2 separate regions of the Mus musculus genome follow, and region 1 is linked to region 2. A link is a contact called in public Hi-C data. All regions are on one chromosome and are shown on one strand. Each heading gives the region's core, a stretch centred on a gene start, on an enhancer-like site or on the middle of the called end of the contact. The rest is flanking DNA. Distances are from core to core; before and after follow the strand shown.

The links. A called contact is a pair of places that touch in the nucleus more often than the background predicts.
Region 1: a contact with region 2 is called in a Hi-C map of Th1 cells, with 5 times the contacts expected there. The contact joins the enhancer-like site here to the promoter of Dhrs3 in region 2. A contact is called at or near these places in 22 of 39 promoter capture datasets (the 3T3-L1 cell line, 3T3-L1-derived adipocytes, the C10 cell line and 14 more), 7 of 15 datasets of contacts at CTCF or cohesin (CD8 T cells, the G1E-ER4 cell line, the NIH/3T3 cell line and 4 more), 33 of 484 Hi-C or Micro-C datasets (B cells, the Ba/F3 cell line, CD4 T cells and 18 more), 25 of 115 datasets of contacts at active chromatin or transcription factors (the 230-238 cell line, T-cell acute lymphoblastic leukemia, bone marrow-derived macrophages and 16 more) and 5 of 9 other capture datasets (adipose tissue, embryonic stem cells, liver and 2 more).

The regions. Positions count from the first base shown.
Region 1 is chr4:145,171,756-145,179,073 of GRCm38.p6, reverse strand. Vps13d (vacuolar protein sorting 13D) reads left to right here. Exons shown (of 70, transcript NM_001276465.1): 4 at 695-885; 5 at 979-1,062; 6 at 4,149-4,265; 7 at 5,916-6,020; 8 at 6,826-6,996. Among named protein-coding and RNA genes, the nearest start is that of Vps13d, 20 kb to the left of the region's middle. Within about 2 kb of position 1,638, at least 19 of the 459 cell types and tissues checked have an H3K27ac peak or open chromatin away from gene starts, as enhancers often do. A contact at or near this core is called in CD8 T cells, T-cell acute lymphoblastic leukemia and Th1 cells, where this site is marked.
Region 2 is chr4:144,888,013-144,894,659 of GRCm38.p6, reverse strand. It overlaps Dhrs3 (dehydrogenase/reductase (SDR family) member 3), which reads right to left and starts at 1,583. Exons shown (of 6, transcript NM_011303.7): 1 at 951-1,583. The coding sequence starts at 1,145. It also overlaps a transcript of Vps13d not described here.

The sequences.
Region 1 (7,318 bases), core at 389-2,888, 280 kb before region 2:
CATGGTGCAAGAGGAGCTGAGAGTTCTACATCTTTATCTGAAGGCTGTTAGCAGAATACTGGCTTCCAGACAGCTAGGATGAGAGTTTCAAAACCCATACGCACAAAGACATACCTACTCCAACAGGGCTACACCTTCTAATTGTGCCTGCCACTCCCTGGGTTGAGCATAAACAAACCAATACATTGGTTCTATTTAATTAAGTACTTTATTTTAAAGTGGCTCTTACAGATCTACCCTAACACTTGTTTCACATATGTAGGAACCTGAATGGATAGCTTTCAACTCGGTTTGTGATCCAGGCTGGCTTTAACTTGCCATCCCTGCCTTAGCCACCTTAGTGCTGGGATTAGAGACATGCACCACCATACCTGGCTTGCTGTTTTGTGATTGTTCTTTTTTTTTTTTCTTCCTTCTGGTACTGGGGATGGGATCCAGGGCTTTGCACTTCCAAGTTCTACCAGAGCTAAATGTCATACTCCAAGGTATTGCTCCTGCTGGCCTTGGACTGGGGATCCTCCTGTCTCTGTCTCTTCAGCATTTCCTAAATGCACCACCACACTTGTCAGTTTTTGATTTTTTAACAAAATAAATAATGGTAAAAGCAATCTGTGTGCCTTACGGGGAGGTAGAAATACTTTGAGAAAGCTGAGAAATGTGCAGGTGTCTGATGAGAGGATCCTTCTCCTTCCAGGCTTGATTGGGAAAGTGACCCTCCAGATTCCTTTTTACCGCCCCCATGTGGACCCTTGGGTGATCTCCATCTCTGGCCTCCACGTAATCGGTGGCCCTGAGAAAATCCAGGACTTCAATGATGAGAAGGAGAAGCTACTGGAGAGGGAGCGTAAGAAAGCGCTGCTTCAGGCCCTGGAGGAGAGATGGAAGGCAAGGCATAGAGCCTCTGTGCTTTAGGGGCTCCTGTGACATCCCCAACGGTGAAGCACTGGCCTCTGCTGACACTGGCTCTTTCCCTTGCAGAGTGAGCGGCGGCAGCAGAAGGGAGAACCATATTGGTATTCAGTCACTGCATCAGTTGTCACGAGAATCGTGGAGAATATCGAGGTGAGTCCTGTCACCTTTATGAGGGCGCATTAAGGGTTTCTGAGGTTTCGATGTGTTTTCGCTTCTGAGTTGCTCGTTTCTTGTGGGTTTAGCTGGTGCAGTGTTGGGGGCTGGCTGTTCAGGTGTGCCTTTTTAGAGGTTGTTGCCAAAGGGAAAAACTGAAAAGCAAGTTCTGGCCTGTGAGGTCGACACAGGTCTTTCTTGCTTTAGCTGGTGTGAGTAGGCGTTTTCCTTTTCACTCCCCCTCCCCTTACTTACCACACTTTCTTTTTGAATGTTGGAATCGCACTTGCTAAAGGATTTCTTACCTCAGAAGCCAGGTTACATAGGTCTGAATGACTGGTTTCAGGGCAAATCGTCTAACCTCTCTGGTCATAGTTTTTTCATCTGCAAAATGAGAGAGGTGGGGTCCCCACTGCCTAGTGTGTGAACTGTGACCTCCCACTGATGTATCTTGCTGAGTTTAATGGGCTGTCGTGCAGTGGCCACTTGTTTGACCATTACGAGTGGGATCAGGGGATGAGTCCTCATTCAGTGTCACAAAGCAACCATACTTACAGACTCTAGACTCTCTTGCAGTGTCAAGGCAACCCAGACCAAGTGTGCTTAGTGTGTGTCATGCTTCCCAAAAGTATGACCTGAGGTTGTTAGTTTCATAACTTGGATGAAAAGATTGGTATACTTGGGGGCACCCATTTAAGAAAAAAAGGTTGTTATTATAATGTAGTAATATTTTTGGGCATATGTGCACAATGCTTTATGTGCAGGCGTGTACATATTTTCTACAACAAAGGATTTTTTTGCATTTATTTATTTACCGGGGTGGGCGGGGGTGGGGTGGGGTGGGGAGGAGATAGGGACACATGTGGAAGTAAGAAGATTCCTTGTGGCATTTGGTTCTCTTTTATTCTGTGGGTCCTGGGGATCAAACTCAGGTCATCAGACTTGGTAGCCAGAACACTTGCCTGCCTAGCTTTCTGCTGGCCCCAGAAATGTCTTTCCTCAGTGGGCCACTAATCTGTAGTGTAATCACAGGAATGGTGAGGCCTCTGCTTGGGGTGTTGCTAGTTATGTGTACTCTTTTATGTAGAGAAGCCAAGTCCTGGGTTTTATATCTTTTTTGTCTCTTTTTCCTTGATGGTGCTGAGCCTTGGAGGGGGTAATGTACCTGTGCCATTTAGGGCTAAGCACCCCACCATCACTTTTTAACAAAGTTAAAGTGTGTGTGTGTGTGTGTGTGTGTGTGTGTGTGTGTATACGTGTACATTTAGAAGTTAGAGGACAGCTTGCACAATTTGGTTTTCTTCTTCTACATGACCCCTGGGGCTGGATCTCAGATCATCAGTCTTGGTGGCAAGTGCCTTTATCCACTGGGCCACCTCATTGGCCCATATTATGATTTTGCCATCAATATTAAAAATTGGTTTCCCACCCACTCTCATTCCTGGTCCTGGCATTCCCCTATACTGGGGCCTAGAGCCTTCATAGGACCAAAGGCCTCTCCTCCCATTGATGACTGACTAAGGCCATCCTCTGCTACATATATAGCTAGAGCCAGGTTGGGTTGGGGAACAGGGGGAGGGGGGAGGGAGGAGAATAGGGGATTTTCGGAGGGGGAAGTAGGAAAGGATGACATTTGAAATGTAAAAAAAGAAAATATATAATAAAAAAATTTTTACAAAAAGAATTGGTTTCCTCACATTGGCCTCAATACTGTGATGGTAATCATATTAATATAGTGATAAGTTATTGTTGTTTGACTTTCCTTTTTATTTTCCTTTTCTGTGGTGAGTGTGGTTTATGTTTGGGCATGCACACAAGTTTGTAGAATATGAAGGCCAGAACAGTGTATCAGGTGTCTTCATCTGTTGCTTTCTGCCTTATTGCTCAGGGTCTCTCCTTGAGCTACAAGCTTACTGTTTTGACTAGGCTGGTCTGATCACCAAGGTTCTGGGACCTGTCTGTCTCTGTCCTGTCAATGCTGGCCTTATAGGCAAGTGTAGCCATCCCTGTCTGGCTTTCTGTGTGGGTGCTGTAGAATTGAACTCAGATCCTCATGCTTGCAAATCAAGCATTCTTACCCACCAAATCATCTCCGTGGCCTAGTTTGTGTTTTTATGATGGCTAATGATGCTAAACGCACACTTTCTTGGCCACATATGTTTTTATGTTTATCTTTTTTCTCTGTTTTGTAGTGCTGCTGACTGAATCCAGGCCCTTGCATATGATAAACACACACACTCCTTTTTTTTTTTTTAAAGATTTATTTATTTATTTATTTATTTATTTATTTATTTATTTATTAGAGTACACTATCTTCAGACACACCAGAACAGGTCATTAGATTCCATTACAGATGCTTGTGAGCCACCATGTGGTTGCTGGGAATTGAACTCAGGACCTTTGGAAGAGCAGTTGGTGCTCTTAACTGCTGAGCCATCTCTCCAGCCCCACACACTCTACTTTTGAGCTACTTACAGGTCCCATTGTTATTTTGTAATTCACTGAAGCAGAGTATCGTCTCTCACTCACAGGAGCAAGAAGAATGACACACACAGAGTCACACAGACCTTATGTGTCTTGCAGGTCTTCCTGGGCTCATAGACAAGACAAGCAAGAGCAGTTACGTTGAGTCAGTGATGTTACTCGTTTCCTCTCTCCTCTTTTAAAAAAATTAATTTATTATTATTATTTATTGTTATTGTTGTTGTTATATGTGCAAGGGTGGGGTGTGTGTAGAGGTCAGAGGACACTTTTTGGTGTCTGTCCTTTCCTTTCGTATTTATGAGGGTTCTGGGCATTGAACTAGTGTCACTAGGTTTGTATAGCTGCTGAACCATCACTCTGGCAATACCCCTGCTATTGTTGTGGTTAAAATGTTTACATTGTCTTCTGGAAGGACTTGATTGCAGCCTTCCTGAGATAACATTCATCACAATGAACTGTTATTCTTGAGTGGTTTGTGATCATGTCTCGTTGGAATTTTCAGCACCCTGATATCTGTCTGTGTGTATATGGCCCACACTTAGAGGATTTTATCCACAACAATTATCTAAATGTATTTCCCCTTTCTTTCCCCTTTGCAGTTAAAAATTCAAGATGTCCATCTGCGTTTTGAAGATGGTGTTACCAATCCTTCCCGTCCTTTTGCATTTGGCATCTGCATTAAGAATGTTTCTATGCAGAATGCTGCAAATGAGCCTGTAAGTATGCGATCTGACCACAGACAAAGAATAAAACTCCATGCTAGGAGGCCTGGGGCTCTGCCCTCTGTCCTTGAGTGCTATGTAAGCAGAGTGCTGCTGCTCTGCCTTGCTATGTTTGTGTCTTAGATGCAGGTAACTAAAGTTAATTTGCTGGGAAGAGGAAACACTTGCTTTGGCTTTATACAGAAGCTGAGGTGGGAAGGAAACTCCTTCTGCTTATAGTTTCACTCTCTGCCTGGAATGTCTGTGACAGTTTCCACACAGTCTCTTTTCAGGAAGCTATTATGCGACATGTTTATGGTGTGATAAAATGTTGATTCTCAGTATACCCTTAGGTTTTTGTTTTTACAACAAGGTTTCATTATCTTCCACCAGGATGGCAAGACTATACCACATGGCAACTGACACCCCACTCCATAAAACAGATTAAATGTTTGTTTGTTTGTTTGTTTGTTTTTTTGTTGTTGTTTAAGACAGAGTTTCTCTAGGTAGCCCTTGTTGTTCTAGAACTAGCTCCATAGACTAGGCTGGCCTTGAATTCACAGAGATACTTATCTCTGTCTCTGGAGCCTGGGATTAAAGGTGTTTGCCACCACAGCTCTGCTAGAGTAAATGTTCTGTTGTACAGGGCCAAGGAGGTTGATACTGTCAGCAAATACAATAAACGTTGACAGATCTTTTCAAAGTTTGAAATGGCCAACCTTGATCTAGATTTGTAATTTACTACATAGACAAATATCTCTTTAGATTTCTGGTCCTCTTGTCTTACTTACATCACAAGTGCTGGGAATTACATATGTGCACCACATGCCTGGCTCATAATCCTATAATTTTTATTTACTAGGAAGTCGCTTAAAGGCTTTTGAACCTTTGTGTACTCGTGGATTGAGGACCTCTTCTGGCCTCTGCAGACACTGAATACATACAATGTACAGACATTCATTCAGGCAAAAATCTCCATACACATAAAATAAAAAACAACAGGGCATGGCGGTACACCTTTAATCCCAGCACCCAGGAGGCAGAGGCAATCAAATGTCTAGTATGGTCTATATAGTGAGTTCTAGGCCAGCCAAGGGCTGCATAGTGATACCCGGCCTCAGAACAAAACAAAACAAAACAAAACAAAAGTTAAGGCAAAACCAAAAAACCTACAGCAATTTACTTTCTACTTCTGGAGACAAGAAATGGGAAACTAATGAGTCAGAAGGCTTCTGCAACCCTGAGGGTCAGTGTGTCCATACCTCCCTCCATCTAATGGGTACTAGAAGCTCTGGTTCCTTGTGGTGTAGATGCAGCATGCTGGTCTCTGTGTCTAAGCTCACAAGGCCTTCTCTCCTGTGTCTTTTTCTTCTTAAAGGACCCGCTCATTTACTTTGCTTACACTTATCCAGCATGGCCTCACATTAACCTGATTCTGTCTGCACAGATGGTGTTTACAAATCATGACACACTCATACTCAACCTGCCTTTGTCTCTTGAGTGCTGAGATCAAAGGTCCAGATCTTGCAGGGATGGAGTTTAAGCTGTATAAGAGCCGACTGTCTTCTATCTCTTGTCCCTTGTAGAGTGCCTGATGAGTGAACAACAGTTATATCTGAAATTAATGGTGATCGATCATCCTTTTCTTCCTCTTTCTTCCCTCAGGTACAGAAACTAATGCGAAAGAAGCGATTAGACGTGGCTGAGTTTAGTATTTATTGGGATGTCAACTGCACTTTACTGGGGGACTTGCCTCAAGCGGAGTTACAGGTACGTTCTGCTTTGGGGCTTCTGAGGACATGGTTCAGGAACCCTGATCTGCAGGCTGTGCTCCCTGTCTACAAGCATCTTCTCTCGAGAGTCTGCCTGAGGTGCTTCTCGTGTCTAAAGGTTTCAACTTCAGAAGCACAGGAGCTTGTGCGTTTTAACTTGGATCAGGCTACTTCGGTGGATTTTGTGCTTGTGTCTCTTTTTCATGTAAAGTTCTTTTTTTAATTTAATTAATTAAATATATTAATATTTAGTCATTATTAATTTAACACATTCAGTTAATATTAATAAAATCACAAATACCAAATGGGCCTAATTATTAATAGAAAGTTTAATTATTAAATATCAGTTAATATGTTTAAATAATAAATAATTAATTAAATTAATTTGGAGGCAGGGTCTCTACATATCCCTGGCTGTCCTAGAACTCACTATGTAGAATAGGCTGTCCTAGAACTCACAGAGATCTGCCTATCTCTATCTTTAGCTTCTACTAATGGCATGCACAGCCATGCCTAGCTAAAGTTCTGTTTTTAAGATGTGTCGGTGTCTCTAATTCCTTGCTTCTTACTGCTGTGTGCCTATGACACACAGTGGTCAACATTTTGTTGGTCAGTAGGAACTGAACATGAAGGTTTCCAGTGAACAGAGCAGCAGGTCAGTTTTTTATCAAGGGACCAAACTGCTTGGGTTTCTCCTTAAACATTACAATGGTGGTGCTCCTTTAAGACAATGTCACTGTTTGGGAAGGACTGAGAAAATGCCCAGCTTAGTCTCTTTGTAAGCCCATGTTCTTGTGACCCAGGAGGCCATGGCCAGAAGCATGGAGAGTCGCAGTCATCACTACATCTTGGAGCCTGTGTGCGCTTCTGCCCTCTTGAAAAGGAACTGCTCCAAGGAGCCTCTGAGGTCGAGGCACAGCCCGAGGATTGAATGTGATATTCAGCTGGAGACCATTCCCTTGAAGCTGTCTCAGGTACAGTGTTCTCCCCAGAGGCTCAGACTCCCTATTGGGAGGTGGAGTAAAGGAAAACCTGCCCTAGGGCAGTGTCCTCCACAGGCCAGAGTCTGTTAGGTGTGAACCCATGTGGCATCAGACCCACTTGGTGTAGATTTTGATTTGGTGTTTTTTGAGTCCTGAGCAAAGAACATGGGAGAACTAAGAGGCCATCAGAGGGCCTCCTGCTGATGCTTTGGTCCTGGAGTTCTTCTCAGCAGATTGATGACTTGTTCTTGCTAATCAGGTCTATCCTGACCCAAAGAACCAATTCTATCCTAACCTAGTATCTCTTACTCTA
Region 2 (6,647 bases), core at 334-2,833:
CGGGCCGGCTGGAGACAGACCGGCCTGCCGGCCTCAAATCCCTCTCCATTGCTCTTGCCACTGAGTGAGTCAGCCGGGTCTGCAGTTGCAAGTTGGGTGACAGCTGGCTCTCCCTCCAGTACTCTGCAACACCACGTCTCCAAAACCTGGAGCATGGGGAGCTGGTGTCACCCACATAATAAGAGGCAGTGGTCAGAGGGGCACAGTGCCACCTTCCAATCCAGCTGAGAAGGATCCCCTCCGATGAAGAGGGCGGGGGTGGGAATCAAGGTTGAAGGTGAGGACAAGGGCTCTCTTTATCAGCGGCTGGCTACCCCCTCACCCCTCTTTCAGAATTTTAAACACCTGGGCCTCCCAGTCTTTCAGCCGGACTAGACCATCCACGTCAACTCTCTCCTTTACAAATCTGAACCGAGCACCCTATCTCACGTCCCTGCCTAGCTGCAACCTCTCAGCTTGTTTGGGACTAGGCAGCGAGTTGCCAAGCAAAATACCAAGCGCAAGCTAGCAGGGGGTTTGGCTTCCAGCTCTACCTAGGGGCGCGCGCACACCCTGCGCTTGGCAGGGTGCGGGCAAAGAGAGAGAGAGGGCACTACACCTTAGAGAAAGAGTCATGCGGCAAAATGGGTGGGTATTCTAGGTATGGTAGTTGGTAGGGGTAAATAGCCAGCGAGATACCAATCCCAGGGGAGCCAAGCAACTCAGGGCCTGCCAAAACACAGTCCGGTGCCCGGGAAATCTATGAAGGATGAAACCGACTTGCTTCGCAGTCCCAGGTGATGCAAGGAGTGGGTGGCTTGAGACTTTCAGATCGTTGGCGCTGGTTTCCGCACCCGCAGCAGGTGGGAACACCCCCCACGACTGCCTCCCCCTCCCTGCGTGCCAGAGTCCCTTTACCCTCAGCGCCCACTCCAGGTGTCGCAGTGCCACCCCGCCCCCACGCCGTGTACCTTTCTGGCGCCACGCTCTGCGAACTCCCGAGCGAGGTGGCGTCCGATGCCTCTCCCACCGCCGGTGATGAGGACTGACTCCCGCGACAAGTCCCGAAGCTTGGGGGGCAACACCATTCCCACGGCTGCTTTGGTTACCAAATAGATCATTTGCAGAGGGAACACTACCAGCGCGCCCAGCCATTTCCACACCATCCTCCGCGCGGAGGAGCGGGGTACAGGGGGAGGTGGTAGGAGGCGGTGGACAAAACTCCCCGGACAGGAATTAAAAAAAGATAGAAAGAAAACTCCCCCAAACAATAATAAACTAAATAAGGAAAAGGAGGCGTCCCACCTGGTCACTCTTGAACTGATCTCCTTTCAGATGTAAAGGACAGGGCGAGGAAAAATGGGAGGAAAAAGAAAAAAAAAAGAAAAAGAAAAAAAAGATAAACTCTGCTCTGGCGGAGAGGTAAAAAGCGTCTCAGAAGATTGGGACGGTGAGAGGGGCTGTGGAGAGTCCAAGGGGTGGGAAGTTTTAACAAGAAGTTTCTTGCCCCAACAGCCGTTTCGGCTGGGAAATTCACAGGTAATGTTTACAGACCGACAGAAGAGTTTAGGCAAGGCCAGGGACGAAAAAAAAAAAAAAAAAAAGCACCAACCACAGCGCGCACACAGCTACAGTCCGCGGTTTCAAAGTGCAAGATTAACAAAACAAACAAACAAAAAAGCTGTTTCCCAATTGTAGCGCCCCCCTCCAACTTTCTCCAGAAAAAGAAAGGGGGGAAAAAACCACACACAAAAACACCACACACAAAACCTGGGGAGTGATTGCAGCTCCCAATTTCAGTCCGCGAAAGTCTCCCGACTCATTGCTATTCTTGGGCTCAGGAAATTGCTTAAACGCGATCTGATTGCCAGCACCGTGCAGGAGAAGTGGGGGGTCCGGGTGTCAGTTTCTTCTCGTGCACAGCTCGCCCTCGCGCGCGCCCGCTCTCTCCGGTTCCCTCCTCCCTCTCTTGCAGCCCGGGCTGGGAGTTGCCGCTCGGTGTGGCTCCCTCTCTTCCCCCCTCCCCTTTAGTATTTATTGCCTTCTTTTTTGTTCTTTCCAACTTGGTCGGGCCCGTACTGTGGAGCACTCGTGGATAGGACGCCCTAGTCTGCACCGCCCTATTACTTCGTCCGCGGGGCAGCTGCGGCGTGGACCGAAAGGGCGCCCCCTCCTTTTTTTTTTTTTTTTTTTTTTTAATACCCCATTAAGTCTGATTGACAGTTAAAGTTGTTGGGAGGCTTCACTATCGTGCCTCTGAGTGGCTGCGGCGACTTCCCCTCCCCCTGCGCCGTGGCGGGGCACGCGCCTAGGCGCGCACCCGGTCTCGCTGCGTCTCGCACTCCCCTGGGACTCGCTTCTCATTTCTGCAAGCTGGAACTTGCTGCCCTAGTCCCCGAGGGCTCGCAGCCGGAACTCGAACACGCTGCAACCAACTCTGGCAAGCCAGCTTGCTGTATCAGACCTGGCTCCCAGCCTGGGCCAGGTGACCACCCCTGAGCGGCCGGGCAAACCGAGGGGAAACTCGCGCATGCCTTGATGCTATTGGGTCGCCAAGGGTTCATTTCAGGTCACTTGGTCATTCTTCTGCCTCCAGGTAGGACCAGGAGGTTATGTTTCATCATTGCCTGATTCCCATTTTCCTTCAAAGAGTGTACATCCGAAGTTGTATTAACGTGAAGTCTCTCACGTTGAGGTAGAGGGACCCCTTGGGAGGCAGGATTTTGCTTTGGGAGAAAGGGGAGCAGGGCAAAGGACCTCTAACCCCAGGTGCCAATAAAATCCCCATAAGATTAGCTGGGAGCTTATTTATTGCTTATCTGGGCTAGAATTACCTTGACTGACAGCAATTTCCTTAATAACAGAAGCCTGTAAACAACACGTCTTCAAAGCTATGCCACTGTTCAGTTCATCCAGTGTCCCCTCTCTGGGTGCCCTTACCCCGCTGACCTTTTGGGCACCCACCTTGTAACCTCTTGCCCACCCCTTGTAAGAACGTCTCCCTGTTGGGAGGGCGGGACCCAGCTATTTAGACTTGCCTGTTGCGGGAAGTCTAGGAGGTGAGTCATGAGAAGCAGGCCCAGTTAAAAGTGCTGATGAGACTTGCCACCCGCCCCCTCTGCACATCCCTGGGCGGGAGAGGGAGAGACAGCCAGGGAGCCTGCCCTATAATCTGGGGCAGCCCTTTCCAGCCCTGGACGTGTTCAGGCTGGGAGTCCTGGGCCTCAGCCCCAAAGACTGATCCAGCAGGCCCTGGGTGCACAAGGAACTAACTGTGCTTTTAATATTCCCCGCCTGGGTGTGAACAAATCCCTTTGAGAAGTGCTGATTTGGGGAGGGGGTGGAGATCACTTCCTCTTTTGCCAACTACTGTAGTTCTGGGGAGAAGTTGTCATGAGAACTCTTAGGTTTGGATGAAGGGGCAAGGAAGCCGTTCTCCTGTGTGGAGCTCCTGCGATCTGGTCTGACATTCCACCCTCCAGCTGACCTCGCCTTGGGGACTTTGTCATCCTATTTCCCAGGTTACCCAGCCAGGAAGTACAGGAGGAAGAGATTCAGTCCAGACCTAATTTCTCTTCCCATCCCACCCCACTCTGGCAAGAAGGCAGGAGAGAGGTGGAGGACAGGCTTGGCCAAGAACTGCAGTGAAGAGTCCCTGCAGGCTCCATTCTTCTTTCTAAAGGACTCTCCAAAGGGCTGGCCGTTGCCTTCCTTAGATCCCACCCCACCATGGTGGCCATTTCGTCCATCTTCCAGGTCTATAAAACAACAGGAAAGAAATGGCAGTCAGGGAGGGTCGGACTCTTGGCGCCCAGCGGTTGCTAAGGCCTATGTACAAGACACCAAGTAGGGGAGACCCCCAAAAGGCTGCATAGCTTCTGCCCTCATCTATTATCCTTGGAGACGCCTAGTGGCCAACATGGGACACTGCACCTCTAAGCTACTAGCGTTTTCAACACTGGTGGGGCTAAAGAGCTATTCTTTTTGCTTAGGCCTTTCACTCCATGTAAGGCTAAGGACTTGTAAAGATCACAGCCTCTTCTCTACCTGTTTCATAGCAAAGGTTACTAACACACGGAGATCCAGCCATTCACAGAAAGACACGTATGTGTTCATCCTGTTCAGATCAGATGCTAGACCAGCTGAGTGACCAGGAGGACCCTTGTCCATGTCCCACAGGTGTATGTTTGGGACAGAGGTGGAAAGGTACTGTGAACCCCAGTGGATCTTCACACGTGTCTTATACACACTACAATTTCCCAAATGGTCTGGGGAGGTGGGTGTTATGTGCCCTCTCAACGCAATTAAGGAAACTGGGCCCAACAGATAAGTAAGCAATTCATTCAAGGCCACACAGGCTTCTCCCTGTTGAGTCTGAGCTGGAGTCAGAGGGGAGCAACAACAACAACAACAACAACTCAAAATAAAAGAATTGCCCCCCCCCAAACAAATTAACAAAACAAACGACCAAACAAAAACCGGCTAGGCAATTCCAAAAGCAACTGTCAGATGCAAGGTCTGGCCAGATGCAATGGCCCTGTTTCTACTTGGTCTACTGTCAGGATGTGGATTTTGTGGTCCTGGTATCTGTGAGCTTAAGGCTTCCCCCAGCATCAGCTTTCCAGAGATGAGCTGTCACTGTCTTTATCCATTTCCCTCCCTACACCTCAGTTCCCAGGAAGATAGGGGTGGGGGAGCACGGGGCTAAGGCTGCACAACTAAGTAGGCTGGTTTCAATAAGAAAGTTGTAGTGTGGAATATGTGTCCCCTTTCTCTCTTGGTACTGGTCCATTCTGCTTCCTTGATGCAGGAGATACTAAGTCTAACTCTAGAGAGGAGCTTGAAAATTTTCGTCCCAGCCTTGGGCGGAGGGCCCCACACTTTTTTTATTTTTTCATCCCCCTCCTGACAACGTGAAAGGAGTCTTTGTGGGCTTGGTGGGAGAAATGAGCAGAAGTAACTTTTCCATGACTCAGCCCTGCTGGGGCTGGGCACAGCTAGGGAGGTGCAAGAAACAACTCTCCTATAGGGCCAGTTGGAACCCTGTGGCGGAGCTGCCTTCCAACTTTCCTGGTTTGCGATTAAAGACAGTGAAAAGAGGTTGCTGGCCTTACAATTAGAAGTAGGCTGCCTAGGGACTTGGGAGATGTTTTGGTGGGTAAGAGCACTTGCGGTGTGCGCCGGCTTAGGTTTTTAATGTCAACTTGACACGAGCTGGAGTCGTCTGAGAGAAGGAGAATTTAATAGAGAAATCATCTCTGTAATATAAGGCTGTAGGCAAACCTACAAACCTGTAGGGCATTTTCTTCATTAGTGAGTGACGTGGGAAGGTACAGCTCATTGTGGGTGGTGCCATCCCTGGACTGGGGGTCTTGGATGCTATAAGAAAACAGGCTGAGCAAGCCATAGAGAGCAAGCCGATAAGTAGCATGATTCTGTGGCTCCTTCATCAGCTCCTGCCTCTAGGGTCCTGCCCTAACTTCCTTCCATGAGAGTCTATGATGTAGAAGTGTAAGAGAAATAAAGCCCGTTCTCCCCCAATTTGCTTTAGGTTATACGATTTTATCACAGCAGAAGAAACCCTGATTATAACACTGTGCAAGCGTGGGAACCTGAGTTTCGGTTCCCAGGATCAATGTAAAAAGAGAGATGTGGCCATGTGCTTCTGTAATCCCAGGGCCAGGGGTGGAAGTAGGCAGGGCCAGTTGGTGGATGGATCCTTGCTTGGCAGCTGGCCAGTCAGCCTAGCTGGAAAACAGCAAGCTCCAGGCTCAGTGATGGACCCCATCGCAAGGGAGTGAGGCAGAGAGGGACAGGAGAAATTCCAAGTCCTTTTCAGGCCACTGTGTGTGTATACACTGCCACACATACTCCCATTCACATGCCTGTGTGATCTTGCACACTCAGACACAGTAGACTACCTCATGAGTTAGCTCATTGTGGACCTGAGGCAGCTAGTGCCTTGCTGACCACTGAGCCCGTTCTGTTTTTCCACCCAGCACCAAGCAATGAAGGCTGAGAGTTTTTCTTTTACAAAGCTCTCTCCTGGCCACCATTGCAACTAGACTGTAAGATATAGAAAGGCAGGCCTCAAGCCTTGCTCAGTTCAGGGATGGCTCCATGCTACTGGGAGACAGCTGAAGCCCAAGCTCAGTGACCTGCAGTGATCCCTTCCCTTCAAAGAGACTGACGTCTGGGCAATTGAATCCCAGAAGCCAGTACTGGTGCCCACTGCTGATCTACTCTGCCCCTTCACCCATCTTCAGCTCCTTTGTTTTTTGCAATGTTGAGAATATAAGCCAGGGAAAGGACTCTATCACTGAGCCCCCAGCTTAGCCCAGCCCTTCAGCTCTGGAACAGAGTTTGAAAATGTCCAGTATACACAAAGACATTTACATACACAGACACACTAACATACACTTACATATACTTACATACACACAGATAGGCAGAAAGACAAACATAGATATAAACAGACAGACAGACAGACAGACAGACAGACAGACAGACACACACACACACACACACACACACACACACACACACATACCAGATTCACAGAGCTACCCTTAAACTCTGAAGAGTACAAGCCAGAGGAATTGAATGAACAGGGTCTGGGAAAAATAACTGTTCTGGTGGAGAACCCAAGTTTATGTTGAGCTGGGTGT